6 separate regions of the Mus musculus genome follow, and all the other regions are linked to region 3. A link is a contact called in public HiChIP or PLAC-seq and promoter capture Hi-C data. All regions are on one chromosome and are shown on one strand. Each heading gives the region's core, a stretch centred on a gene start, on an enhancer-like site or on the middle of the called end of the contact. The rest is flanking DNA. Distances are from core to core; before and after follow the strand shown.

Evidence for each region. Promoter capture Hi-C pulls out the DNA fragments that hold promoters and counts their contacts. HiChIP or PLAC-seq counts read pairs in DNA pulled down with a chosen protein or histone mark.
Region 1: a contact with region 3 is called in an H3K4me3 HiChIP or PLAC-seq map of embryonic stem cells, with 6 times the contacts expected there. The contact joins the promoter of Lipc here to the promoter of Sltm in region 3. A contact is called at or near these places in 7 of 39 promoter capture datasets (the C10 cell line, HPC-7-derived erythroid cells, hippocampal neurons and 4 more), 1 of 15 datasets of contacts at CTCF or cohesin (large pre-B cells), 2 of 484 Hi-C or Micro-C datasets (the G1E-ER4 cell line and embryonic stem cells), 3 of 115 datasets of contacts at active chromatin or transcription factors (astrocytes, embryonic stem cells and fetal liver) and 1 of 9 other capture datasets (embryonic stem cells).
Region 2: a contact with region 3 is called in an H3K27ac HiChIP or PLAC-seq map of SST interneurons, with 2.9 times the contacts expected there. The contact joins the enhancer-like site here to the promoter of Sltm in region 3. A contact is called at or near these places in 7 of 39 promoter capture datasets (the C10 cell line, erythroid cells, fetal liver and 4 more) and 2 of 115 datasets of contacts at active chromatin or transcription factors (SST interneurons and acute myeloid leukemia).
Region 4: a promoter capture Hi-C map of liver shows a contact between it and region 3, with 5 times the contacts expected there. The contact joins the promoter of Fam81a here to the promoter of Sltm in region 3. A contact is called at or near these places in 8 of 39 promoter capture datasets (embryonic stem cells, frontonasal cranial neural crest, liver and 4 more), 1 of 484 Hi-C or Micro-C datasets (embryonic stem cells), 2 of 115 datasets of contacts at active chromatin or transcription factors (both in embryonic stem cells) and 3 of 9 other capture datasets (adipose tissue, macrophages and pancreatic islet).
Region 5: a contact with region 3 is called in a promoter capture Hi-C map of pre-B cells, with 2.4 times the contacts expected there. The contact joins the promoter of Myo1e here to the promoter of Sltm in region 3. A contact is called at or near these places in 14 of 39 promoter capture datasets (the 3T3-L1 cell line, 3T3-L1-derived adipocytes, cranial neural crest and 8 more), 7 of 484 Hi-C or Micro-C datasets (embryonic fibroblasts, embryonic stem cells, muscle stem cells and 1 more), 5 of 115 datasets of contacts at active chromatin or transcription factors (astrocytes, embryonic stem cells, epiblast stem cells and 1 more) and 2 of 9 other capture datasets (adipose tissue and liver).
Region 6: a contact with region 3 is called in an H3K27ac HiChIP or PLAC-seq map of embryonic stem cells, with 2.2 times the contacts expected there. The contact joins the enhancer-like site here to the promoter of Sltm in region 3. A contact is called at or near these places in 6 of 39 promoter capture datasets (3T3-L1-derived adipocytes, cranial neural crest, embryonic stem cells and 2 more) and 3 of 115 datasets of contacts at active chromatin or transcription factors (bone marrow-derived macrophages and embryonic stem cells).

Annotation. Positions count from the first base shown.
Region 1 is chr9:70,931,891-70,936,403 of GRCm38.p6, reverse strand. Lipc (lipase, hepatic) reads left to right here and starts at 1,596. Exons shown (of 9, transcript NM_008280.2): 1 at 1,596-1,928. The coding sequence starts at 1,844. The region is part of intron 2 of Gm32017 (a long non-coding RNA gene); the gene reads right to left.
Region 2 is chr9:71,017,136-71,021,448 of GRCm38.p6, reverse strand. It overlaps Gm46119 (a long non-coding RNA gene), which reads left to right. Exons shown (of 4, transcript XR_001779225.1): 4 at 2,378-4,313. Among named protein-coding and RNA genes, the nearest start is that of Gm46119, 9.1 kb to the left of the region's middle. Within about 2 kb of position 2,583, at least 22 of the 459 cell types and tissues checked have an H3K27ac peak or open chromatin away from gene starts, as enhancers often do. A contact at or near this core is called in SST interneurons, where this site is marked.
Region 3 is chr9:70,540,423-70,544,358 of GRCm38.p6, reverse strand. It overlaps Sltm (SAFB-like, transcription modulator), which reads right to left and starts at 1,644. Exons shown (of 21, transcript NM_025690.4): 1 at 1,278-1,644; 2 at 302-389. The coding sequence starts at 1,439.
Region 4 is chr9:70,138,742-70,142,810 of GRCm38.p6, reverse strand. It overlaps Fam81a (family with sequence similarity 81, member A), which reads left to right and starts at 1,254. Exons shown (of 9, transcript NM_029784.2): 1 at 1,254-1,498.
Region 5 is chr9:70,206,091-70,210,012 of GRCm38.p6, reverse strand. It overlaps Myo1e (myosin IE), which reads right to left and starts at 2,663. Exons shown (of 28, transcript NM_181072.3): 1 at 2,310-2,663. The coding sequence starts at 2,312. All of the region lies in intron 1 of Gm26849 (a long non-coding RNA gene), which reads left to right.
Region 6 is chr9:70,174,731-70,178,957 of GRCm38.p6, reverse strand. No RefSeq gene overlaps it. Among named protein-coding and RNA genes, the nearest start is that of Gm39476, 17 kb to the right of the region's middle. Within about 2 kb of position 1,812, at least 2 of the 459 cell types and tissues checked have an H3K27ac peak or open chromatin away from gene starts, as enhancers often do. A contact at or near this core is called in embryonic stem cells, where this site is marked.

The DNA of each region.
Region 1 (4,513 bases), core at 347-2,846, 390 kb before region 3:
TGTCTGCTAACTATTTCCACCATCCACTGGAGTGTCTAAGAGCCAACTCAGACGCCCGCCACAGAGCAAAACCTGAATTGCTCCTCATTCCCCCTGCCAGACTTGTTTCACTCATCACTTCCGTGGATGGTAACCCCATTCATCTATTTGCTGAACCCCAAAGCCTCCAGTCATTCTTCACTCCCCTCTCACCTCCTCCCTCCCAGCAATCCAGGGAGTCTAGTAGTCCCACTTCTAAACAACAGCCCAGCCCCCACCCAGGCCCAGGGTTACATCACACCAGCCATCGTCACAGCTCCCTGGCTCACTCTTCAGTCAGCTCTCCTCTTTAGCCTTGCTCACATGCAAAACAACACAGATCAAATTATTTGCTCCTTTGTTCTATATGTCTGAGTCCTTTCTGTACCCCCTTCAGAGGAGTCTCCCTGCTCACGGGCCATCTTTCTGTTCTTGGAACACACCAAACATGTTCCAATCTCAGGACCTTTGCCTTAACTGTCTGAAAGTCTTTCTCCCCGCAGACTGGCCCCTTCACTCCCCTCAAGCCTTGGTTTCAGGTACAACTTCCAAGCAAGATTCACTCTGACCACTCTGTTTAAACCACTGCCTTCTCCATCACCCCTGGTATTTCTTTATTTGTACTTTATTTTTTTATTGCCGGGTGTCATCTAGCACAGGCTGACTTTGAACTCACTGTGGAGTCAGAAATGACCTTGAACTCCTGACACTCCCACCTCCTCCTGAATGCTGGGGCTATAGGCATGTGCCACCAAAGCCACTATACTAGGGATCCAGCCCAGGGTTTCATGCGTGCTAGGCAAGCACTCTACCAACTAAGCTATATTCCCAGCCAAATAGTTCTCAAACATGCATCTCTGCTTTCTACCATATAATCCTTCTCATGCCCACATTGCCCACGGCACGTAAACTCCACAAGGACTGGACTGCTTGCCTACTTTATTCACTTAACTATTCTTTAAAGCCAACAACAGCGCCTGGTACACAGTGGTGTTCAACACACAGCATTTATTTGTTCAGTGTGTCCATACTAAATCAACAACAACAACAAAATTTAAATCACACTAGAGAGCCAAGAACTCTGCAAGAGCTGCACATCACACCCTTTCTTGCCTGCTTTTGCTGAATGACCTTGCTTCACAGCCCTCTACTCTTGGCTGGACATTAATTAACCCAGTGAGTGCATTTATCCTGGGGTATCTCTCAACGGGGCCCTCAGCGAGACTCTGGTCTTTGCTTCTCACCCAGTTCCTTCTTAACCTGACCTCACCAGGCTCCAGCTCCTCTTTCAGCTATAAGACATGCTGCCCCATCACAATTACACCACAGGTGCCAGAAACATGGCTGAACTCAACAGGAAGCAGAGTCCCTGGGGGTGGGGGCTTTCATCTCTCTTTGGGATTGGCATGCGACTAGAAAGACCAGGACCACGACACTACCTCCCATTCAAGTACTATGGGGGGGGGCGGTAAAGCAGGCAATAATACAGAGGTCACCCAGCTGACCTTTGGTCAAATGTCCAAACACAGCACACTGACTCTCAATTGATTGATTCTGAACTATGAGCTTGGCTCAAGAGGAAAGAAGACCTGGCGAGGTGTTTTATTTCCAAAACTTATCGAGATAAAAAGTGCTTCTGTGGGTCAATCTAGATATTGATAGATTTGGACTGGAGAAGGTAAAGAAAGTGTTTAAATTCTAGGTAACGTGTTTTAAGGTTAATAATTAATGGGGGCCTTCCCCAGCTGAGCACCAAGAAGCACTCTGGTCTCTTTAGTTCTAGACATTAGCAAGAAGACCTCAGACCCCAGGTGAGGCCAGAGACATGGGAAATCCCCTCCAAATCTCCATTTTCCTGGTGTTCTGCATCTTTATCCAATCAAGTGCTTGTGGACAAGGCGTGGGAACAGGTAAGTGTTTATCTTTTCTCTAGAAATGGCCGTGAATTTTTTTTTGGTCTTGACTGTGTTGCAGAGATTGACATTGGGATGGGATCTGCTTCAGAGCTCATGAAGTGGTTCTATGAGTGGCTCCCAAGGTACCCAGAGCTGTGTAGCACTTTGTAAAAGGGACCGTATTTTCAAAAAGAGTAGATGAGAGTAGATGACAGGGAAAAAAAAAAGCCCCTGTAACGGGCAGTGTGGCCTCTTACAGGTGTCATATGGACACCATGGGAAAAGTTTTTTTTTCAGCAGACAATGACCTGAAAGACTTGAAAGACAATGACCTGAAAGACTTGGGATCATCCTTAAAGTTCATTTGAATTCTAATTTGTCATCTGGGAGCCATCAAACGCTCTGTCCTATTGGGGTTGTGAAATCGCCTTGCTCTCTCCCAAGAGAAGGGAATCTGAGTCCTGTTTCTAGTCCTGCCTAAAGCAGAGATGTCATTCGCATGTTTCCTAGTCTTTACATTTTTCTGGCAAAGCTTTTCTCCTGAGCTGAAGGAGCCGCCGCCATCAGTCTTTTTAGTCCATGGCTTTATAAACTACAGTGATGGCCAAGGATAGACTTCCATGCCCTGCCAGGCAGATGGGGTCCAGGTTCCTGGCTGAATGGCGTGTTAGATCAGTAAATGGTAGGATTGACTGGACAACTTGACCAAATTAGACAGGGGTTTGGAACCTTGCTTCTGTGCCCATTGTCATGAAGATCTGCTGGCCTAGAATGTTTAAAATTTTGATGGATGGATGGATGGATGGATGGATGGATGGATGGATGGATGGATGGGTGGATGGATGGATGGATGGATGGATTTGGAGACAGGGTCTGTGTAACCCAGGCTAGGGTCGACATTGAGATCCTCTTGAGCACTGAGGAGCACTGAGGTCACAGACTTGAGCATCTATATCCACCGGAGACTTAAACTTTTCTTTCCTCAAGGATGAACTAGAAAGATGGTTCAATGGTTAAGTGTGATTGCTGTTCTTCCAAGACTTTTAACATGAAAGGATGCTGAAATTTGTCAAATGCTTTTTCAGCATCTAATGAAATGATCATGAGGTTTTTTTCTTTGAGTTTGTTTATATAGTGGACTACATTGATGGATTACCGTATATTGAACCATCCCTGCATCCCTGGGATGAAGCCTACTTGATCGTGGTGAATGATCATTTTGATGTGTTCTTGGATTTGGTTGGCAAGAATTTTATTGAGTATTTTTGCATCAATGTTCATAAAGATTGGTCTGAAGTTCTCTTTCTTCGTTTGGTCTTTGTGTCCCAAGCAAGGTGTAAAAAAATCAAGGACCAACCCTGAGGCCATCCCCTGACCACCACACATGTGCAGCACATGCTCTCCCACACCCATGCACATGTTACTTACGTAGTCTTGGAGCTCAGAAACAACGGATGTGTGCTCCCCATGGGAGTGAGCGTGTAGTGGCTCAGAATCCTTCTTCCTCTCTCAGACACATTTCATGTCTCCAGCCCTCCTGGTACTTAATACCCATTCCCACATTTAAACAGGAAGCTAAAAATAAACATGATGGAAGCAAGTGTAAAACTGAAAGTTCAGGGTTCACATTACTTCAATTCTGTTTTCCAATGTGATACCCGTCCACTAAGATTTTTTTGCTTGTGTTTAAAAATTTATGAATAAGACAGATTGTGAACTGTAAAGCTTAAGAATTTGCTTGGCAAGTAAAAATTTGAGTTCACACCAGAGTAATTTTATTGTATTTGACTATCTTAAAGTTGGAAGTTAGTCTTTAAAAAAAAAAAACAAAAAAAAACCAAAAAAAAAAACCAAAAAACACTGTCCTTTAAATCTGTCCATTGCTTTAAAACTGAAGAATGAGTTGAGAAAACAATTACTACTTTTTCATTAACATTACTGAAAATATTTTTATATTATGGGCAGAAGGGAATGGGAATGATCCACATATGTGTCAAATCCAATGTATGAGGCAGCCCGCTGAGTGTAATGAAGGCGATCAGTTATGGGTGCGCATGTTTCTCCACCACAGCATGGCGTGCCATGAGTCCCACTGGAGAAAAGTGATCATGAAAGAGCTCGTGCCCAGCTGCCTGTGCAGACCGAGCCTGGGGAGGGGTGGGGGTGCGTTTGTGTGGGGTCTTGCAAGCTGGCATCAGAGAATAAGAAAGCAAGGCCTTCCTTGGGCAGAAGCACAGCTTCAGAGATGATAATGTGCTTGTGTCTTCCAAGCCTGAAGAGCCTTCTGAGAGTAAATTATCTAGGGAGGAGGAAGAAGAGACAGAGATGAAGATGGAGAGCAAAGAGGAGAGAAGATAGGGGAGGAGATAAGAAGACAGAGGAAGAAGAGAAGGAGGAAAAGAAATAGAGGAAGAAATAGATATGGAGGAGGAGAAGAATAGGAAGGTGAAGACAGAGGAGAGAGTGATCCTGAGCCAGCACATACACAGGGCTGGTTAAACTGCAGCTGACCATGATCAACCCTCAGCGGCAGAATCGCAGTCACTGCTAAGTCCACCTTTAAATTCAAATGCCGACTACCAAACATTTCAGAAAGTTGG
Region 2 (4,313 bases), core at 1,334-3,833, 480 kb before region 3:
ATGCATATTCTTTGGTTGGCAGTTTAGTCCCTGGGAGCTCTGAAGGGTCTGGTTGGTTGATATTGTTGTTCTTCTTATGGGGTTGCAGACCACCCCTTCAGCTCCTTCAGTCCTTTCTCTAACTCCTCCATTGAGGACCCTGCCCTCAGCCCAATGGTTGTCTGTGAGCATCTGCTTCTGTATTTGTCAGGCTCTGGCAGAGTCTCTCAGGAGACAGCTATATCAGGCGCCTGTCAGCAAGCACTTCTTGGCATCTGCAGTAGTGTCTGGGTTTGGTGTCTGTATATGGGATGAATCTCTGGGTGAGGCAGTCTCTGGATGGTCTTTCCTACATCTCTGCTCCATACTTTGTCCCCATATTTCACTTTGATCTTCCTTCTTCTTGCGCTTCATGTGGTCTGTGAATTTATCTTGAATATTCTGAGCTTTTGGGCTAATATCCACTTATCAGTGAGTGCATACCATGTGTGTTCTTTTGTGACTGGGTTACCTCACTCAGGATGGTTATTTTCTAGTTCCATCCATTTGCCTAAGAATTTCATGAATTCATTGTTTTTAATAGCTGAGTAGTACTCCACTGTGTAAATGTACCACATTTTCTGTATTCATTCCTCTGTTGAGGGACATCTGGGTTCTTTCCAGCTTCTGGCTATTATAAATAAGGCTTCTATGAACATAGTGGAGCATGTGTCCTTGTTATATGTTGGAGCAACTTCTGGGTATATGCCCAGGAGTCATATAGCTGGGTCATCAGGTAGTACTATGTCCAATTTTCTGAGGAACAGCCAGACTGATTTCCAGAGTGGTTGTACCAACTTGCAATCTCACCAGCAATAGAGGTGTTCCTCTTTTTCTACATCCTCGCCAGCATCTGCTGTCACCTGAGTTTTTGATCTTAGCCATTCTGACTGGTGTGAGGTGGAATCTTAGGGTTGTTTTAATTTGCATTTCCCTGATGACTAAAGATATTGAACATTTCTTTAGGTGTTTCTTGGCCATTCAATATTCCTCAGTTGAGAATACTTTGTTTAACTCCAAACCCTATTTTTTAATAGAGTTATTTTGTTCTCTGGAGTCTAATTTCTTGAGTTCTTTGTATATATTGGATACTAGCCCTCTATCAGATGTAGGATTGGTAAAGATCTTTTCCCAATCTGTTGGTTGCCGTTTTGTTCCATTGATAGTGTGCTTTGCCTTACAGAAGCTTTGCAATTTTATGAGGTCCCACTTTAGCTTCTTTCTATTCCCAAGTATTGTCCTGCATCTAACTCTTCTCTGTCCATGGTCTCCTCATATCTGTGAGGTATCATCATTTTCTCTTTGGTTTTCATGACTTTGAGATATATTCCAGTCATTCTATATAGATTTCTTATTCTTCTATATAGATTTCTTATTCTTGCGGGAAATTCATCTGATGATTTATTTTGTCCTTAGGTTGGAGTAAAGAGGTTTTGGAGACGTGACTATAGAAGTGACATGTTCATCCCATCACATCCAAGCAACAGAAGGAGCCCCCAGGTGTATGCCTATTCACCCACAGAGCCCACTTACCCACCCATCATTCACAGTCCCCTTATCCACCCATGGTTCACACCCACCCACCTACAACTGTAACCACAGCCCAGAGGCTAATATTATGGAGCAGGCAGGCTTTTCAAGATGTAGCAAGGGTCCTTAGCCATCCCAAAGGATCGTGACCCACAGCTTGAGAACCACTGCTCTAATCCAGTCCGCACCCCAACATCAAGATGAGTCCTGCTGCTCTACTATCCATGAGATACACAGCTACTATTTAAAGGCCACTGGGAACAGCAGTAACCCAAGTTTGACTCCCCCAGCACCCTTGTGTGTCTTCAGGAAATCCTCTGCTAGTTTCCTGCCAGAGCTTGAGACCTCTCAGAAAAAAAAAACATAAAATTATCTTCTTCAAGCTGTTGAAGGAACTAGCCAGTGTAGGGTTAATTGCGGTGGCCTTTCGATATTCTCTTCTCTGAGGCCCACCCCAGGATAAGAGGAAATGCTACATAGTGAGGAGAGAGCCTTCACCAGGGTCAGAGCCAAGTGACCTTGAGCAAACAGTTGGCCCTGACCTGCAACCTCTTTTCCACACAGGGAAGAACACAAGAGACAAGGCCCCTCTCTCTGCCCTTCCCTAGTTCAGAGAATCAGGTAAGTGAGAGCTTAGACCATGGGCTGGGGTAGAGAGGAAGCAACCACAAGCAGCTATCAGCCTTGGGAAGTTGGTCCAGCCTTGGCAGAAGGCAATGCTTTTTCAGGTCTTTCACTTTTAAAATATGATTTATTTTAATTTCAAATTAATGATTAATTGAATTAATTAAATTAATTCCATTTAATTTTGATTTTTATGTGTCTGTAGGTCTGTACGAACATACAAACGTGGGCACCTATGGAGGCCAGAGAGGGCACTGAATCCCTGGGAGCTGAAGTTAAAGGCAGTCGTGGGCTGCCTGAGATGAGTGCTGAAAACAGAACTGAGGTCTCCTGCAAGAGCCGCAAGTGCTCTTAACCACTGAGCCATGGCCCACCCTCTCGGAGTTGGGTCTTTAGAGCCACGACCATGTTACGGATTTGATAGGCAAAGGCAAATGAGAGTCGGTTTGTGTTGAACCAAATTAACTGTGTGGAGTAGAGGCCAGCTGACTTTTCTTGCAACAATTTTGGTGCTCACCAAAAGCATCCCTGGGGGATCTGCTTCTTTGAGAATCTCCTCTGACGTACCACCTTGGTCAACCGCTGGACTTAGGTTGCTGTTTCACATCCCACATGATTTCCCGGGCAGAAGCCCAAGGCTTTGCCACTTGGCAGAAGTTTCCAACATAAAAGCAAATCTTGGTATGCTCTTCCCTCCCAGAACTCTTAAATCTCTTGTTCATAGCTCAAGGCTTCCTTGTGTTCACATCAGCCCACAGATGGGTGCATTTTTACAATACATCGGACCCAGCATTTCATTTGTCGAGAAGGGAAGCGTTCTGCTAACTCACTGTATTGCTGGGAACAGAACTGATCAAGTTGGCTTATTTTTAGCGAAAGCTAATTTCCGGATCGGATCGCTCTGCACCTGCAGACCTGAGCCAATTTGCATGAATGTGTCTTCCTTTGCTGAGAAAAGCATTTCCAAGGAGGAAAACCAATGGGCTTCTGTCAGAGACAACCAAGAAGCACACCGCCTGCCTGCCTGTCCAGGGGCCCCAGAATGACGATTTCAGCCTACTTTAGAGCTATTATTATGTAAATGTACAGATAACAACTTATTTCGAGAGAACGAAGCTTCTTATGAGCTATGAGGCAAACACTAACTATATTATATATGTCTCCTCAATTTTCACAACTACTCCCTTAGGGAGGTGTTACTAGCTTTCATTTTACAGAAGAGAAAACTAAAGAGAAAAATGGTAAGAGGCTTGCCCAAAGAAAGAGGAAGAAGCAGGAGGCCTTTGGGCCCCTGAGCACACGCCCAAAGCCCTGTTATTATGCAGTTACTGTTGGAAGAAAAGCAGCCAGTGGTAATTCGCCTTCCTGAAGAAGTTAGTTCTTGTGGCATGTCCAGAAGCATCCTTTGTGGTTCTGAACCTGAGCAAGCCTGTTAGAAGCATCCAGGGAGTCTATTCAAAACGTTCCACAAGGGTTGGTGAGGTTGGCTCCGAGAGTAAAGGCACTTGTTCCCAAACCTGAGAAGCTGAGTTCGACCCCTCAGACCTACATGGTAGAGAGAGAGAGAGAACAGACTCCCACACATTGTCTTCTGACCTATGGGTATATATGAAGCACACACGCACACACACACCACCTGACACCTTTCATGTGTGGAGAGTCTAAGCTGTTTAGCCTGGAGTAGGGTCCCACATCTTTACTTGGCGAGAGCTGTGCAGCTAGCAGAGAGGTTCTAATGCACCAGCCTCCTAGGTGAACCAGGGCACCTCTCCCCGCCACTTGCTTTCTCCACTTCATTTCTTTTGGAACACTTCATTGAGTTTCAGCTTCTCAGAAAAATCTGCACCAGGCAAGAAAGAGAGTTGCCACATCAATAGTCACATCTGAGTGTCCCCAGGAGAGTTCCTAAAACTAAGCCTTGGTCCTTCCTATGCAAAATGGCCATCTGTGTTAGAGTGGGCATTTAAGACGATCATATTTCTAGGTGATTGTTGAACAAAGCCAGCTTATTTTGTGTCAGAGCTCTATATCGGCAGAGCATAGAGCTCTCTTAAAGTGGGCAAGAGGAATCCTCTCTCTCTCTCTCTCTCTCTCTCTCTCTCTCTCTCTCTGTGTGTGTGTGTGTGTGTGTGTGTGTGTGT
Region 3 (3,936 bases), core at 395-2,894:
AAACTGTATTTCTTTCTTCAGATATTCCTACTATGAAGGATCGGTATGCAACTTAACTTTGTACCTTTCCCCAGAATCAATAAAGAACTTTCTTATTTTCTGGTCATCTTCAGCCGAATCTGAAAGGCTGCAAGTTACTCAGAGCCTGCTAACAGTAACTTTCTTCCTTGACCCAAGAAGGCAGAGTGCCAGAGGGAAATAGCAAAGAATAGCACTATATAAACAGGGCGAGTGGTACAAGAGCAGAGCCAAGTTATAGAACCAAAATATATTTTAAAATATGTTCAGAACTCGTAACAACCTTTGCCTTTGGTTGGTTTCTTGTTTGGAGTATCAGTTGAAACAGTTAATTCAATATTATCTGGATCGCCTCCTTCCTCTTCAATAGCCTACATTAGAAAGAGAAGTTAATATGCTACACAAACTATCTAAACTTATTTTATAAAAACTTAATGAAAATATATTACCAAACCTCCAGCCTCAAAACATTAGAATTGCCAGTTATTTTACAAACCGACTTCACAAACGAGTAATTATGCTACACAGAAAGGGGTGGAGGGTGTCATTGAGTATCGAAATGTCCTGGAACTTGAAATTCCACCCAGTCGATGGTTCCATGTCACATATACTGAACAAGAACCTAAATATGTTCTATTACAGAAAGTTTGTAGCTACTTAAATAAGGAAGAGTTTTCCTAACGTATTGCGTACACTTGTTCCCGTCTCCGATTCCAAGGCTTCACGCGAATAAACCTGAAAGCTTAACAGGACTGAGAACGTGGATGATTACGCTGATGCAATCAGAAATTAAGAATTAAAAATAAATCAGTTAAAAGCCTAGTGGGGAAAAAAAAAGATGAATCTTCCCTTCTCATCCACTCATCAACTCCCACTACGGATTTCTCTGAACAGGGGTGAAGAAACGGTTGGACACAATTAAACGGTAACTTCGGCCAAGTCAGCAAACTAACCATCGCCTCGGAGCCCGAGAGATGCACGCGCTGCGCACCGCCCGTAGGCCGGGGTACCCAGCGCCGCCCAGGGTCTGCAGCTCCACCCTCCGCAGGCCGCAGAGCCGATGGAGAGGGCGTCCCAGGGGAGGCAGGGGGCGCGACCGGCGGCGGCTCGCGAGGCCGCTGGAAGGCCAGGCTCCTCGCGGAGGCGCGGGCCCCGCGCGCCGGGCACGCACAGGCACCACCCGGTCCGCCCCGACCGCGGAAGCGTAGCACCTAAACGGCGCGGCCTACGCTGCCCTGCGCGCAGCGTCCGGGCCTCACCTGCTTCAGCCGGGAGACCAGTACCGTCTTGACCCCGTTGATGTCCAAGTTGCGGCGCTTCAGCTCGGACCTGAGGTCGATAACCCGCAGCTCCGTGATCTTCTTCCCTTCCGCCGGCCCAGAGGCGGCCGAGGCTACCACGGCCCCGGCAGCGGCAGCCATTTTGGGAAAGCAACGCGCTGCCGAGGCAGCTAGTGGGCTGCAGGGCGGCGGCGGCGGCGGAGGAGGAGGCAGCGGCGGTGGAGGCGGTGGCCGCGGCAGCACCAACTTCCAACCCGGGCCCCGGGCGGCCAGCGGCGCCGCGCTACGCTGCGCACAATGAGCCACTGACCACGCCCCCCCACGGGGACCACGCCCCCGACTCTGCTCCAGCGCAACCTGCAGCGGCACCCGGATGACGGGTGCGCGTGCGCACTGAGCAGGCATGGAGGGGGCGGAGCTCGCAGCGGACCGGTGGCTCGGCCTCTGGCGTGGTCCCGGGAAAGTCTCCGCGTGTCCAACCGCTCAGCTGTCCTCGGTACCACGGTTCCCGCCTCTCCATTAGCCTCCTTCTCCTCTCATCTCTTACCTAGAGCCATCGCCACTTGAGAGGCACCCCATAGTAGGGAGAGTAGGTGCGTCTCTTCACCGAAATGAGGGGGCGTGTGCGCCAGCCTTCCCGGAAGAAGTACGGAATCATCGTGGAAAGGTGGTCGGGGTATACTAGTGAACTTAGGTCGGCGGGTTCCGCCCCGGAACGCCCAGCGAAACCTGAGGCCGAGAGCCCAGGGGACAGTGTCACGCTGTGACCCCCTGAAGCTTAGCCCCTCTTTGCCTGAAAACTACCAGGCAAACGTCCTCTCCTCGTTTGCCTCAGCTTGCCCATCCCCTCCGACGGGCCTGATGGCTCAATGAAATTGTTCACAAAAGGAGAATAACTTAAAAGTATATGTTGCCCTGATCCTATACAGTATCCTCTGCCCTGCGCCGCCAGCATTTGGTATGTCAAGGACAGGGGCCACTTTATGGAGAAATAGCCCGCATAGTATCTCTTAGTAATTTTAATATTATTAATCATCACAGCGTAAATATCTATAGAATTAACACAAAGTTGGACAAAGTTAGGAAACACAGGGAACTGAATTAACATTTACTGGTGGGTGATGTTTTGTAAAGGCAAGGGTATGTTTTGTAGAGCGAGGTATAGAGCGGTGGGAGGGACTGCCTCATCCGGCTGATGCTGAGGCATCCCCACCCCAGGTACCATCCATAAGACTGGTCTAGTATAGAATAGAGTTTATTTGGGGGTATGGCAAGGGGAGCTGAGAAGGGAGTAGAGGCAGAGAAAGGGAGAAGACAGAAGAGAAGAGCCCGGCCAAGAACACGTGGAGGGGGGAGGGGAGAGGAAGAAAGGAGTCAAAGGGGGGGGGGGGACATTCCCATCCAGGCCTACCTGGCTGTTGCTAGGTAAGTGTTGGGCGGAGCCTAGAAGGAATGCTAAGGTGCTAACAAAGGTGGGGTTGAGGTTGTTTTGTTTTACATCTTTCTCCAGTTTCCTGGTTATAAAACTTAAATTGGACTGGGCAGTGGTGGGACATGCCTATCAGCACTAAGGGGAGAGAGGCTTGTGGATCTCTGAGATACACTACACTCCAGCCTGGTATCTGCAGAGTGACCCAGGACAGCCAGGGCTACACAGAGAAATCCTACCTTTATAAATAAATAAATAAATAAATAAATAAATGTGAGGTGTGCCTTACTTTGGGTTGCTACACACAGAGGAATCCTACCTTTATAAATAAATAAATAAATAAATAAATAAATAGTAAGGGTGAGGTGTGCCTTACTTTGGGTTGCTCTTTCTGAATCATTGGTTCAAATGGAGGAAAACTGGACGTTATAAAATCATACCTGGCAGTCAGTCAGTTCAGCATTTCTTTATGACTTTTAAGGAATTCTGGGATATAACAACCCCTTTAATTCTTCCCAGCTGCTAAAAGAGATTAAGTGACTTATAAAATATGGCTTACACATATGGCTTGTGTGTGCCAGTGCTGTGCTAATAATCTTAGATCTTCTGATTCCAAGTTCCACTCTCTTATACCACAAATTAGTTTGTCACACTCACCAAATTTTAGAATTCAAAAGATTCTTGATCTTCCATACCAATTTCATCCCTCCATATCCCTTCACAATAAATGAAGATGTTAAGATTTGCCTAAGGGCCAACAGCTATTGGCCATGGTTGCAGTAAAACCTTAGGTGTTATTCTATCATTGTTCTTATCTTGTCTTCTGGAGCAGCATCTGTGGATTCTCTTAGCCAGGGATCATATTACTAACTCCCAAGGTAATGATATAGCCAAAGGGAAGGAATTTTTATTCGGCTGTTTCCTTTTAAGAACAAAAGGGGGCCTCTAATAGTGAGTAAAATGAAGATCTATGTATTCTTATCTGATACCCTTGAGAAAGAAGCACTTTCCCAAATGCTGAGACTGCTTCCCTCAAATCAGGTAAAGAGTAAACAGATAGTCTTCAGTTCTCAGTGAGATACCTGCTCTGACCTCTTTGATAGCACAGCATGATGAAAGTAAAAGCAGAGAGACAAAAAGGACCAGAGAAGGGACACGCATGATGTATATTTATTATTTGGGTCCTGGCTCAGAGAAGAGGAGGACAGT
Region 4 (4,069 bases), core at 5-2,504, 400 kb after region 3:
CAGAGAACCTTTCGCCATGGGATTGGATCCCATCCGTATTTACACGCTGTGCACCAAGTGATACAGAAAGAGAAATAAACCATCACACACTAAAGAACACTATTAGGTGAGATCTCCGTGAGACAGGACTTAAGGCCATGCCCTCTGGTCAGCAGTCTTTTTTATACCCGTCTAACTATCTGATCAATATGTGTTAGGCTGCAATGGCCGGGAGGGGAGCAGAGTCCCTGCCTTCTCCATCTTCATCTTCTCCATTTCACCTTAGCAGTCTCTCTCTCTCTTTCTCTCTCTCTCTCTCTCTCTCTCTCTCTCTCTCTCTCTCTCTCTCTGTGTGTGTGTGTGTGTGTGTGTGTGTGTGTGTGTGTGTGTGTGTGTGTGTGTTTTGGGGAGTTATTACTTTACAGGCGAGTTAATTACAGAACACCCAAGACGACACATAAATAACTACAGGATCGAGAATTCCAAGACCAGAGCTTTCCCAAGTGGCTGCACAGCCTGCGTTCTTCCTAGCTTCCTTTGAATTGGGGGCAGAGGAGAGCCGCCAGACAGGAGCACCTACACTGGGTAAGCCCATGCCTCTACGTAAGAGCTATGAACCAGACGCAGTGAGGTGAGCAAAGGTGGGATCCTCCACTCTTCTTAAACCCCACCTTACGGAGAGGAAGCAAAATTGTGAGTGATTCCTGCTGAGGATCCAGCACTGATGGGAAGGAGAGCAAAGCTGGAACTCCCTGGGAGCGAGGCAGAAGGTAGGAAGAGGGCTGGGAGGAGAAACGGGCATTTTCCCAGGGGTCCTGTCTCTTGTGCGCGAGGCTTGGTGATTCCCTCATACACACTTGTCGCCTGGAGGGTTCCATCACCTGTGCAGGTGTGGCGCTGGAAGGAGCTGTTTCCTGGACTGTGGTCTCACCCCTAACTTCTCCCCAGTTTGAGGTGGGAAAAGCAGTTAACTATTTTTGTGGGAACCAGGCTTGGTACATAAGGGATGCTAGGATTCCCGGGAAAATGATTGATGACATAGAGACCTGGAAGGCTGGGCTCTCATTGAAGCATCCTTCCCTACACCTACCTCTGCCTCCAAGTCGACGCGCCCTACGACGGGACTGAGGTTCTTGTAAGCAAGTCCCCGCCCGCTGACTCCCTGCAGCGAACTGGGTGGGGACCCGCGGCGCCGCGGAAAGGCTATTTTGAGTGTGGGAACGCGGTGGGAGGAGGGGCGCCGGCGGGCTGGGCGCGGGCGCGCGGGGAAAGCCTCCAGCTCGGGCTGCCACGGCAACCGCGTCCAGGCAACGCGCCCGGAAGAGGCTCTGGGAGGCGCGCGGCGGCTCGCGCCCTTCCAGGGTGGGGGAGCCGCGAACCCCGGGCCGGGCCGCGCGCGCGCTGATTGGAGCGCGGGCCCGCAGCCGGGTTCGCCCCGCAAAGCCCCGCGCTCGCGGCCACCGCACCCAGAGCGCCGGCGACGACATGGGCAGCCTCGGCGCGCCAGATCCGCGCGCGGGTGAGTCTTCAGAGGTGTCTCCCCTCCCCACATGTCCGGGCATCCTCTAGACTCAAGCGGCGGGTGCTTCCGCAGGGACCGTCGATGTGACCTTGGAGCAACCACTCCATGGATAGGCATGGGATAGTGCTGGGGAGAGGGGGTGAGGGATGAAGCCTCGTGTGCCCCGCGTGACACTCTGGACGCGAGAGGGTTAACTGAATGCTGACGCGCAGGGCTGAAGTTAGGCGCAGAGCGCAAGTGGCATTGCATCTTCGCGGGGGCTGCAAGCTAGCAGACAGAAGAGGCCCCCGAGGGACTGTTTGAGGAGAGCCAAGGGTGTGCAGAGTTTGCCAGGACTAGGGGCAAGTCTATCATTCACAGTTGGAGCTGAGTGACCTTGGGTGGGTTAGCCACATTGCTCCCGCGGATTCTCTGGTTTTCATCCTTTGAAAGGAAGGGCTCTGGTTCTTTCCAGTTGCAGCACAAGGCTGTTTTGCTGGTACTGTGAGCTGAGGAAGGGACCCTCTGGGGATGCAAGACTTAACCATATTTATTCCGCAAGGGGTTTCCAATGAGCTGGCTCCCAAAGTAGCAAGAAATGTTACCATTTTATGGAGGGAACAGTCTGGGGTCCGGAAAGGCTCCTTAAAATGCATAGATTAAAATCCCTTCGGTGCACTTAAGTCCTGAACCCAATCAGGGTCCAAGCTGCCAAATACTTCTTTCCTGTAGTTGATCTGATAGGAAACTTTGTGTCTGAACAGGTAAAATCAAAACCCAGTAGTGGCAGGCAGTGGCAAATTAAGTGAGTCATTTCTTCAATGTGCAGAAGCTGTGTGTGTGTGTGTGTGTGTGTGTGTGTGTGTGTGTGTGTGTGTGTGACATGCGCATGCGTGCACTCAGCTTAAAGTCTGTGTATGCTGTTAAGAGGTTATTTCACAGAAATAATGTTGAACTGGTTTGGATCTACAGAGGGAATCACTTAGAACTAGGGCCAGACATTTGCATTGTTCTTTGGAGATTTGGGGTTAGGGGGCTAGCAAGATGGCTCGGTGGGGGGTGGGGGTGGGGTAAAGGTCTTTGCCATTAAACTTGAGGACCTGGGTTTGATCTCTGGAACCCACATTGTGAAAGGAGAGAATCATCCAACCCCCACAACTTGTTCTCTGACCTCCACACCCACACAAGGCACAGGAGCTAAACGAATAAATGTAATTAAAAAATTAACGAATTAGCTTTCTGAGAGTAAATACGTTCTTTATTAAGAAATGCACATTGTATCTACCTTGGCTTGTGTGTGTGTGTGTGTGTGTGTGTGTGTGTGTGTGTGTAGAGGTGACTTACAGGCTGTGGTATTTTTTCTAATTTTAGCACTGGCTGGAACTAAAAATGACACAGAGGCCATTTTTCATCCATAAACTTCCCTTTCCTCCAAGGGGCCACAACAGGTCCCCATGACTCCCATCACTGGACTGTTGAGATGCCTCTGACGTTGTGTTCCAAGGACACTCTTGATATCCATGGAAATCTGACTCTCTCTGTAAAACTGTGAGCTGGGAAGCCAAGTTTCCAGTTAGTAAGCTTTTGCCAGCTCAGCTACCTGAGGGCTTAGAAATCTTTAATGGTTTACATATTAGAAATCGCATTAGCATACAGATACAAAAGTCCTCATTGCTCAAGAATTCTGCCTGTGAGCCTACAACCCCTTTAAAGACCCACAAGTCCTGGACCTTAGATCCTTCGTTGGCAAAGGACTCATTCTCCTACCCGTGCTGGCTGCTAACCCACCGTGTCTCCTCTCATGTATCCTGCAGCCCACTCCTGTATTTTCATTTCCTGTCTCCGAGCCTGTCTCTCCCCACCCCCCTTCTCCCCTCTGCCAGGGTGTGAGCACAGCCTCCTTCACAACACCTCTTCTGAGAACCAGGATGACCTTGCCCATATTCTTTAGTGCCACCTCCAACGTATTAACTCTTAGAATGTGATACTGTCTTCTCAAGACCCTCATTCCTGTGTTCCTGGTTTGGTACTTGCCAGACCTGGTGGCCCTTCAGAATTGCTCTGCACATTTTGAAAAAGACAGGGTTTATTTAGTCTCTCAAATATCAAGATGGAATCATTAGGGTGTTGTAGGACCTTAAAAATCCAAAAACAAGCAAACAAACAAAACCCTTTCTATAAAACAAGCAAACAAACAAACAAAAAAACAAGGCTTAGGTTAGCAAAATGGCTCAGCAGAGAAAGGCACCTGTCACCAAGATGGACAACCCAAGCCAGAGGTTCAGAATCTGAGCACAGTATAAGAACAGAATGACTCTTCTAAGTGGCAGTGTGTGCTGGGACACACACACAACTTTTTTTTTTTAATTTCTTTTTTGTTTATTTGTTTGTTTGTCTAGAAAAAAAACAGAGGAGGGAGGAGGGGGAGAAAATAGCCTGTCTGGTGACTGTTGCTCACTCAGGCAGGGAAACTACTTCACTTGAGGCTCAGAAAAAGTCATAAACAACGAACTCAGGAGCAGCTGGCTTCATTCTCTGCTCTGCCAGCTTTGCTAGGGATTTTGGGTTTAGGCTGCCGCTCTCCCACTC
Region 5 (3,922 bases), core at 1,414-3,913, 340 kb after region 3:
GTGATGATTCTAAATCCTATTAGCTTGCCAATCAAGAGCAACCATCGCACAAGCACACAGAGAGTTCACAGTGCAGGTGTTCTTCCTCCAGCCTGGCCAAGGGCCTGTGCTCTGTGCTAATTCTTGGCCACACCCACCGAGGGTAATGGCCCATCCCTTCCTGTCCTTAAACAGCTGAAGGATTCAACTGGGCAGGCCCAGACAGATGCATAACACAGAAGTTCCATTCAGCGAGAGACTTCTTACAGAAACATTGAGCATTCTCACAGGACTATCTGAGTTGTGGGTACCTGTTCTAAGGTGACTTCACACAGCTGATAAGCCCACTCAAACTTCCAAGTCATGGAAGAAACACATTTCCTTTAACTTTGTCCAAATGACTCTAGATACTAGAGTTCTTTCTGTCCATGGCACATCTATTTAAGGATAGCCAGCTGTTTCAACTTTTCCGGGCAGTAAATTGTGGCCCGGGCAACCATATCTGATGCACAGATAGCCTCCTAGTGGCCCACAACATGCCCATCTGTGCTGTTGGCAGGGAACCCAGGAGGAGGTGACTACACCCTGTCTACCCTGATAAATCAACCAAGAAAGGGACTCTAAGACACACCTCCACATCTGATGGACCAAATAAACTACCCCAACTGCAAGGAGCCAAATTGAGCGTGTTTTCCCACGTCTCTGGAAAGGGCATCACAGGCTAATTTAGGGTCTACGCAGCCAAAAAAAAGTGAGTTTAACAAAGGATTTTTCTCAAGGTAGCACTTAAGCAATTACATACAGTAAAATTCTTTAAGTCCTTGGCCATAAACACATTGATTTTGGGTTTTTTTTAGAAATATTGAACCACGGAAAGTAATTACAGCAATTCTTAGGCACCAGGACTATCACTGTTCAAGTTCAAGCGGTCAGAGGCTGGAGAAACTCCACCCATGAGGCACACCATGAGGGTGGACTGACTTCTGAAACCTCGAAACTGGCGGGGGAAGCTTATTTATAAATGAAGTATTCTCTCTCAGGGGCAAAGGTGACATAATTTTGAACTATGTGGAAAGTAAAAGCTTGGGGCCAGGATGCCCTTTAAAGGTTTCGTTTGTTTTTAAAATCATTCTTTTGAATAAACAGCGCGGGGGGGCAAGGACTGTTTGTGAACTGAATGTGGGTTCTACCCGGGCGTGCGCTGCGGATGCTTGGCGCTGGGGATCTGGGATACAGATTTCTCAAGCCAGCGCTATGCTAGGCATCTTTTTTAGTAAGCTTCACCCTCACCGCCAGTAAACAATGAGAAAGCCAGGAGGACAAGCTCCTCCACCACGAAGCAAGTGTGGAAACTTTGAAGCCTTCTAAAACCTTTTAAAAGTTTTTTTTTTAAGTTTTTAAAGTCCCCCCCCTTTCGGTCCGGGTGGCTGGCAATGTCTCTAAAATTCAATCTTTGTTTTTGTCCTTCAGTAGGAAAGCCACACCACGGCAAAGCCCAGGGGATGTGGCTAAGGTTATTTGGGATTGAGAGAGGAGGGTGGCTGGGCTGGGGACTTAGTCTCAAATGAGTTACAGAGAGGCTGTCCAACCCAGACACTCCCCCAAGTACCAAGTGGGAAAGAACAAAACCAGGAACGATCTCCGAGAGGGTGGCGGTCCTCTCGAGCTGGGGACCGGGTGGGGCCCTCCTCAGGAGGTGTTTACCCTACACAGGGACCCTACAGGCCTGGGCTCCCGGCCAGTTTGGCTGCCGCTGCGCGCTGTCGTCAGAGTCCCTGCAGCCCGGGCCACCGCCAGGTGCTCCGCAGTACCTGGCGCCCCTGCCTGCCTTTGTGCAGCGCTCGGCCCATCACCAGCGCAGGCGGGGCTGCCTAGGTCCTCCCCAATGCCAGGAGAACAACTGCGGGATCAGCCTGCCAGGGAGCTCACGCCAGTGCCTGCCCAGGGGAGAGGACCCGAGGGACACAGGCGTGCCCCTCACCTTCTCTAGAGGAGAAAAAAGTCTCCGGTCCCACGGCTGTGCCGGTGAAAACAGACGTGCCCACTCTCAAGCTTCAGACAGCTGGCAGCCACAACAACATTGGCACCAAAACTTTCGCGGCGCAGAAAGTCACTCCAGAGAGTTTTTCTTGTCCCTCCTCTCTCCCTCTTCCCGTTTAAGACCCGGTTTACAGCAAACAGCAGGAAATCAGCGCTCCAGAAGTGCACACTCCCGCGTCCACCTTCTCCACCCCCTGGCCTGGGCAGCTTGCCCAAGGTAGGTGCCCGCTCCGGGGCTTCCTGCCCCATCCCAGGGTCAGGCGTCCTGGGACGCGGCGCAGCCAACTCACCATGGTGACTCCCGCCGCGGTCGCGCCTCCGCCGGGTCCCGCTGCCTAGGCACTGAGGCTGGAACGCGGTCTCCTGGGCGAACTTCAAAAGTTGGTTCCCTTCGCCAAAAAACAAGCTCCCGACACCCAAGCACTCACAGGAGCCAATGGAAATCCAAGAGGGACTCCATCCAGGCGGGATCCGAAACGCTAGGTGAAGGCAAAACTTAGCAGACCCGGTGCACACTCAGACCTGGCGATCCCCAACTGTCTAGAGATGCACCCTGATGCGCTCTGCGGGATTGCTTGTCCAACTGCTTTGCCTGGACCCGCTTTCTCTTAACACTTAATCCGAACTCTTCTCTGGCTCAGGCTGGGCTCGGGCCGGGCAATCTGTCCATAAATGGAGAATTCAGCACAGGCCTGACCAATCAGAATTTGTTTTCGCAGCGTCACTCCTCAGGGAAGCCGAGGTAGCCAACAAGCGTGAACTACAAGAGTTTACAAAGGCCTCTGGATCCTGTAGTCCTGCGGCCTCGCTACCCCGCAGAGCGCGCCGCTGTCCTAGCCGTCCCCAGGGAGCCACCCCCAAACCGAAGGGATGAAAACACTTGGGGAGGTTAGGAAACCGCGCTCCTGTCGCTTCTCTTTACGGAGAAACTTAGCATCGACTTAGCTCCCACTCACAAGTCGCATGATTTTCCTAGATTCTTTTTTTTAAAGAAATATTTTTAACTGCTTAAAAGATCACAAAGTCGCAGCTCAAAGGAAATCCTTTTTCTTTTCTTCTCTCTCTCTTTCTCTCTTTCTCTCTTTTTTTTTTCTTTCTGGATTGTGAGGGAAGTCGAAAATACTTCCTCCACCCGTCTTTTGTACCTGAATTAATTTCCTTGGGAAGGGAGAGGAAGGGAGGGAGGGAGGGGGGGGAGAGAGAGAGAGAGAGAGAGAGAGGGAGAGAGAGAGAGAGAGAGAGAGAGAGAGAGAGAGAGAGAGAGAGAGAGAGGAGGAAGGAGAAGGAGAAGGAGAAGGAGAAGGAGAAGGAGAAGGAGAAGGAGAAGGAGAAGGAGAAGGAGAAGGAGAAGGAGAAGGAGAAGGAGAAGGAGAAGGAGAAGGAGAAGGAGAAGGAGAAGAAGAAGAAGAAGAAGAAGAAGAAGAAGAAGAAGAAGAAGAAGAAGAAGAAGAAGAAGAAGAAGAAGAAGAAGAAGAAGAAGAAGAAAAGAGAGAGACAGAGACCTTGGTCCTCGCGGTGTCCGGTTTCAGGAAGCCAGGTAGCCTAGGAGAGAGGGGAACGGGGATTCCTAAAACAGTATTAGGGAGTCTGACTCCTGGTGAAAGGGAAGACTGAGGAAGTAAACTCGCAGGGCCTCTGCGGGGCTGCGCTCCCAGGATCTGAGGAAGAAGAGTTCAGGAAGAAAAGAGCACAGAAAATCTTGAGATTCGGTCGTCCCCATTCACGTGAACCTAGGATCCTAGAGTTGCAACGGATAGTAAAAAATCAAATCATCTTGGCTAGGACGAGTTTTGCTCTTTGTTTTAATGTGGTGCATACCTTCAGAGGACTATGGCCAAACCAGGAAAAGGAGCGAATGCTGATACACCCTGCAACAGAGAAGGACCCAGGAAACCTAATTATG
Region 6 (4,227 bases), core at 563-3,062, 370 kb after region 3:
CACTTGGGAGGTAGAGGCAGGTGAATCTCAGTAAGTTCAAGGCCAGCATGATCTACAGAGCAAGTTCCACAGGTCAGGGCTACTCAGAAAAACCCTGTCTAAGAAAAAAAAAAGTTTTTCTAAAAGTGTGTGTGTGTGTGTGTGTGTGTGTACATCAGATACCTGGGTTTGGACTTAGAGGTTGTTTCGAGGTGTATAATAGAAATGCTAGGAACTGAATCCAAGTCCTCTGCAAGAGCTGTATGTGCTCTCAACTGCTGAGCCATCTCCCCAGCTCTACTGGTTAGTTTTAATAGTCAATTCGATACAATAGAATCATTTGGAAAGAGCATCTTAATGAAGAATTATCTAGATTGGTTGGCCTACTGGCATGTCTATGAAGGATTGTCTTCATTGCTAATTAGTATTCAAAGACCCTGCCCACTGTGGGCAATACCAATCCTTAGGCTGGGCCCAGAACTGTATAAGAGTAAAGAAAGCTGGCTGAGTATTAGCAGCGAGCAGGCAGGCAGAGTGGGTGCTTTTGTTTTTCTCTGCTCTTGACTGTGGGTGTGTTAGAACCAGCTGTCTCAAGTTCCTGCATCTGTGACTTTCCTGCAGCGATGAACTGTAACCTGGAATTGTGAGCCAAATAAACTGTTTCCTTCCCAAAGTTGCTTCTGACAGGTGATTTCATTCCAGCAACAGGAATGAAACTAGGACACCTCCTAATTATGTATTCTTGAATTATCTACTGCAAACAATGCTGCTGTAAATATTCTCCTTACTAGCCAAGAAGAGAATCTTCTAGAAGAGTACACTTAAGAGTAAAACAGCAGCTAAGGTACAACTCAGGTGGTACTCTGGATACTGGGAGCCAAACTGGGGTCCTTTCCAAGAGCAGTACCTACCCTTAACCAACTAGCCATCTCTCTAGTCCCCTTTTGTTTGTTTTTGATGCTGATAATCAGTAAATGTTCCTTATACAGCCTGGATGTGAAGTCATCATTGGTTATAGGTGTTGCAAACAACTGGCCTATCACATGTCTGTTAGCTTCATGATGTCATGCGCAATAAAAATCCTTGCTATTTTCCAGAGTCAAAATCAGAATTATTTTTTCCCAAGGTTTATACACTCCAGGCTCACAGCCACCTGTAGGTCCAGTTCCAGGGGATCCCACATCTTCTGACCCCCGTGGGCACTTGCACTTGTGTCCACATAAGCACATATAGATTTGTTTAGGAAAGTCTTCTACGATTGGTGTCACAAAAATATCCCGTTTTTTTTTTTTTGTTGTTGTTAGTTTTTATTTTATCTTTTATGTAAGGTCTTTTGATCATTTATCCAATCAGAGAAAAGAGCAGGCTGAGCTTGAACTCACAGAGACTGCCTCTGCCTCTGCCTCTGCCTCTGCCCCCCCCCCCCGCCCCTGCCCCCCACATTGCCCCCGCAGCCCTCCCCCATCGCCTCCGCCTCTGCCTCAAGAGCTTGGAACAAAGGCCTGTGCCACTATGTCTGATCAGTTTTGTTGTTGTTGTTGTTGTTTTCTTGTTTTTAAACCAAAAAGCCTAGGCTGGCCTCCACAAACTTGACAAATAACTGAAAATGGCTTCGAACTCAATCCTCCTGGCTCTCCTCAGGACTTTTGTTTCTCAGTCTTAAATGTTTGAACAGAACCCCTGTGTCTCAGTACAGCCACCAAAGACCAACACACTTCAACTTTCCCTGTCACATGCTGAAATAGTCTAAAGAAACAAAACAGTTCAGGAGAGCCTCTAGGTCAGTGGTTCTCACCTCCCGAGTGGTCCTATTCTTGAATACAGTTCCTCCTGCTGTGGCGACCTCATCCACAACATCGCTTTTGTTGCTATGTCAGAACTGTAATTTTGCAGTGTTATGGATTGTAATGTAAATATCTGTGTTTTCCTGTGGTCTCAGGTGACTCCTGTGAAGGGATCTCTTGACCTCCCCCTCAGGGGTCAAGACTCACAGGTTGAAAACTGCTGTTAGGTCAAGTGCAAAACAAAGCCCAAGGTCCAGAAGAAACTTCCATGGGTCAGATTTTCATGAGAGTCAAAGAAACAAAGTCTAAATACCTGTTTCTCTTCAAGAAGAGGTAAAAGGCAGCTGGTGGGGGCTGAAGTGGAAAATAAGAAAAGTCCCCATGGTGAAGAGATTCCTTCCATCAGTTTCTGGAAACCTGCAATCCTTCCTGTCCTTCCAGGGTAGACTTTGTATAAGTCACTAACAAACACCTGTGATGTATCTTTGGGCTAGGCTCACTGAAACTGTTACCAGAGCTGTTAGGGTCAAAGACTGTTAGGGTCATGGCGTCCCTAACAAGCTAGGCCTAGTTCCACATCCTCAATGTGCCAATTGAAAAGACAGAAACAGTAAGAAGCTAAGAAGGGAGATGTGTTTATTCAGAGGAAGAACAAAGGGACCTCGTGACACTCTTCCCCCACCTCCTTCCCCAGCATCCTACATGAGGCTTCAACTTGAATGGAAAGTAGGAAGAATGCAGAACTAAGCCATCCCAGGCAAGGAAGGTGTGGTCTCGCCCATCACCAACCCATCACCTGTCTCTCCTGTACCATAGTCTGACAATCCTGGGGGACAAGTTCCTCCTCTGCCTGGTAGCAGGCTCCAGCCTTCACCTCCTACTATGGTGAGACATCTGAGAGTGAGGAATTAGTTCCCTGGGGACCATTCAATAAGTCTGATACCTAAAGGGAGGATCACAAGTGTATCTATTTAGAATATCTACACTCTCCACAAGGTTGTCTCTTTTAGAAGTTCTCCTAGCCATTCAAAGATTTATAGCTCTCCAGTTCAATTGTAGAATCGATTTGCCCAGACATTTTGCTGGCCCCTACACTGTGGCACCCCACCCACAATGTCAGCACTTGTGAGGTAGAGGTAGAGGATCAGGAGTTCCAAGATTATCATTGGCTACACATAACACACACACACGCACACACACACACACACACACACACACACACACACACACACACGTGCGCGGACACTCTCACACACCACCACAACCACCATCACCATCACAACAACAACAACAAAACAAAAACCCCAACTTGCTACAAATTTAAAATTTCACTTACATATAATTTCAGGAGAAATTATATCTTTTTAAAACTCTAGAATTCAGAGAGAGCTGGGCTCAGGCCATGCCTATCAGCAGAGTCTGTTTCTTCTATAAAGGAACACTCCTGACCAACACTCCTGCCTGTGAATCTCTGACTCCCTACTAGACTCCTCGGGTGTGCAGGGATTCCTAGAGAAGGGCAGGGCCACTCTCACTTCTCCAAGGAAGTCCAGCTGTGTTCTGCCATTCTTCCATTTTCTCAGAGTCCCACATTCCTTCTTGGTAATGCAAGATACCCTCCTCCCCTTCTACCCCCATGAAATAAAAGACAGTCTGACTACAGGAGACACCCCCTTCCTCTGAAACATAACAAAGGGATCCCAATTCTCCCTCATAGACCCAAACTCTTCACAGGGTTCCCACCATGTTTCTGTCTCTGTGTGTGTGTCCATGGCATTAACAGATCTAATACATCTCTAACCAAAAGGGCAATGTACCTCAGTATTCCCATTAAACGCCAAGCTCCAAGCCTTTCTTTAACAGTTCTCTTAATTAAATCTTCTAAGAACGGTGCTAAAAAACAGAATGTTTTTTTTTTTTCATAATATACTCCTTGTTAGGTAAAACTTGAGCTATTGTGGCTGTTGCTCGTATGTGAGTTGAATTTTAATTTTTGCTCATGTAACAGGACCCCTTCTGATTTCTGCCGGTTCTAGCTCATTTAGCATATGAGCCTGTAATTTCTCTGTTCAAGCCACTTAATCTTTGTCTCGAGCTCCCTAAGAGGCCTGAGAGCTCCAGGGTTTCCAGATGATTCTATTTGTTTACCCACGTCTTTCATTATGAGTTGTATTCCTTCCCACAGTTCACACTGTTGAAGCCCTAATGTCCCTGGTGTCAGCCTTTGGAGACGGGGCCCTGAATGGGGGAAATTCAGGTTGAATGAGGGGCTCAGGACAGGATGTGAGCGGTAGAGCACTTGCCTAACCTGCACACAAGCCTGGGCGCTGTCCCCAGGAGAAATTAAAAAGGAAATTAGACAGGCAAAGGGTGCTGTGTCAGAAACAAACTCGTTCATAGATTCACAAGGCATACTGCTTCTGCCAGCAGCTGTTTGTCAAGAAGCCCTGATACCACAGTGGAT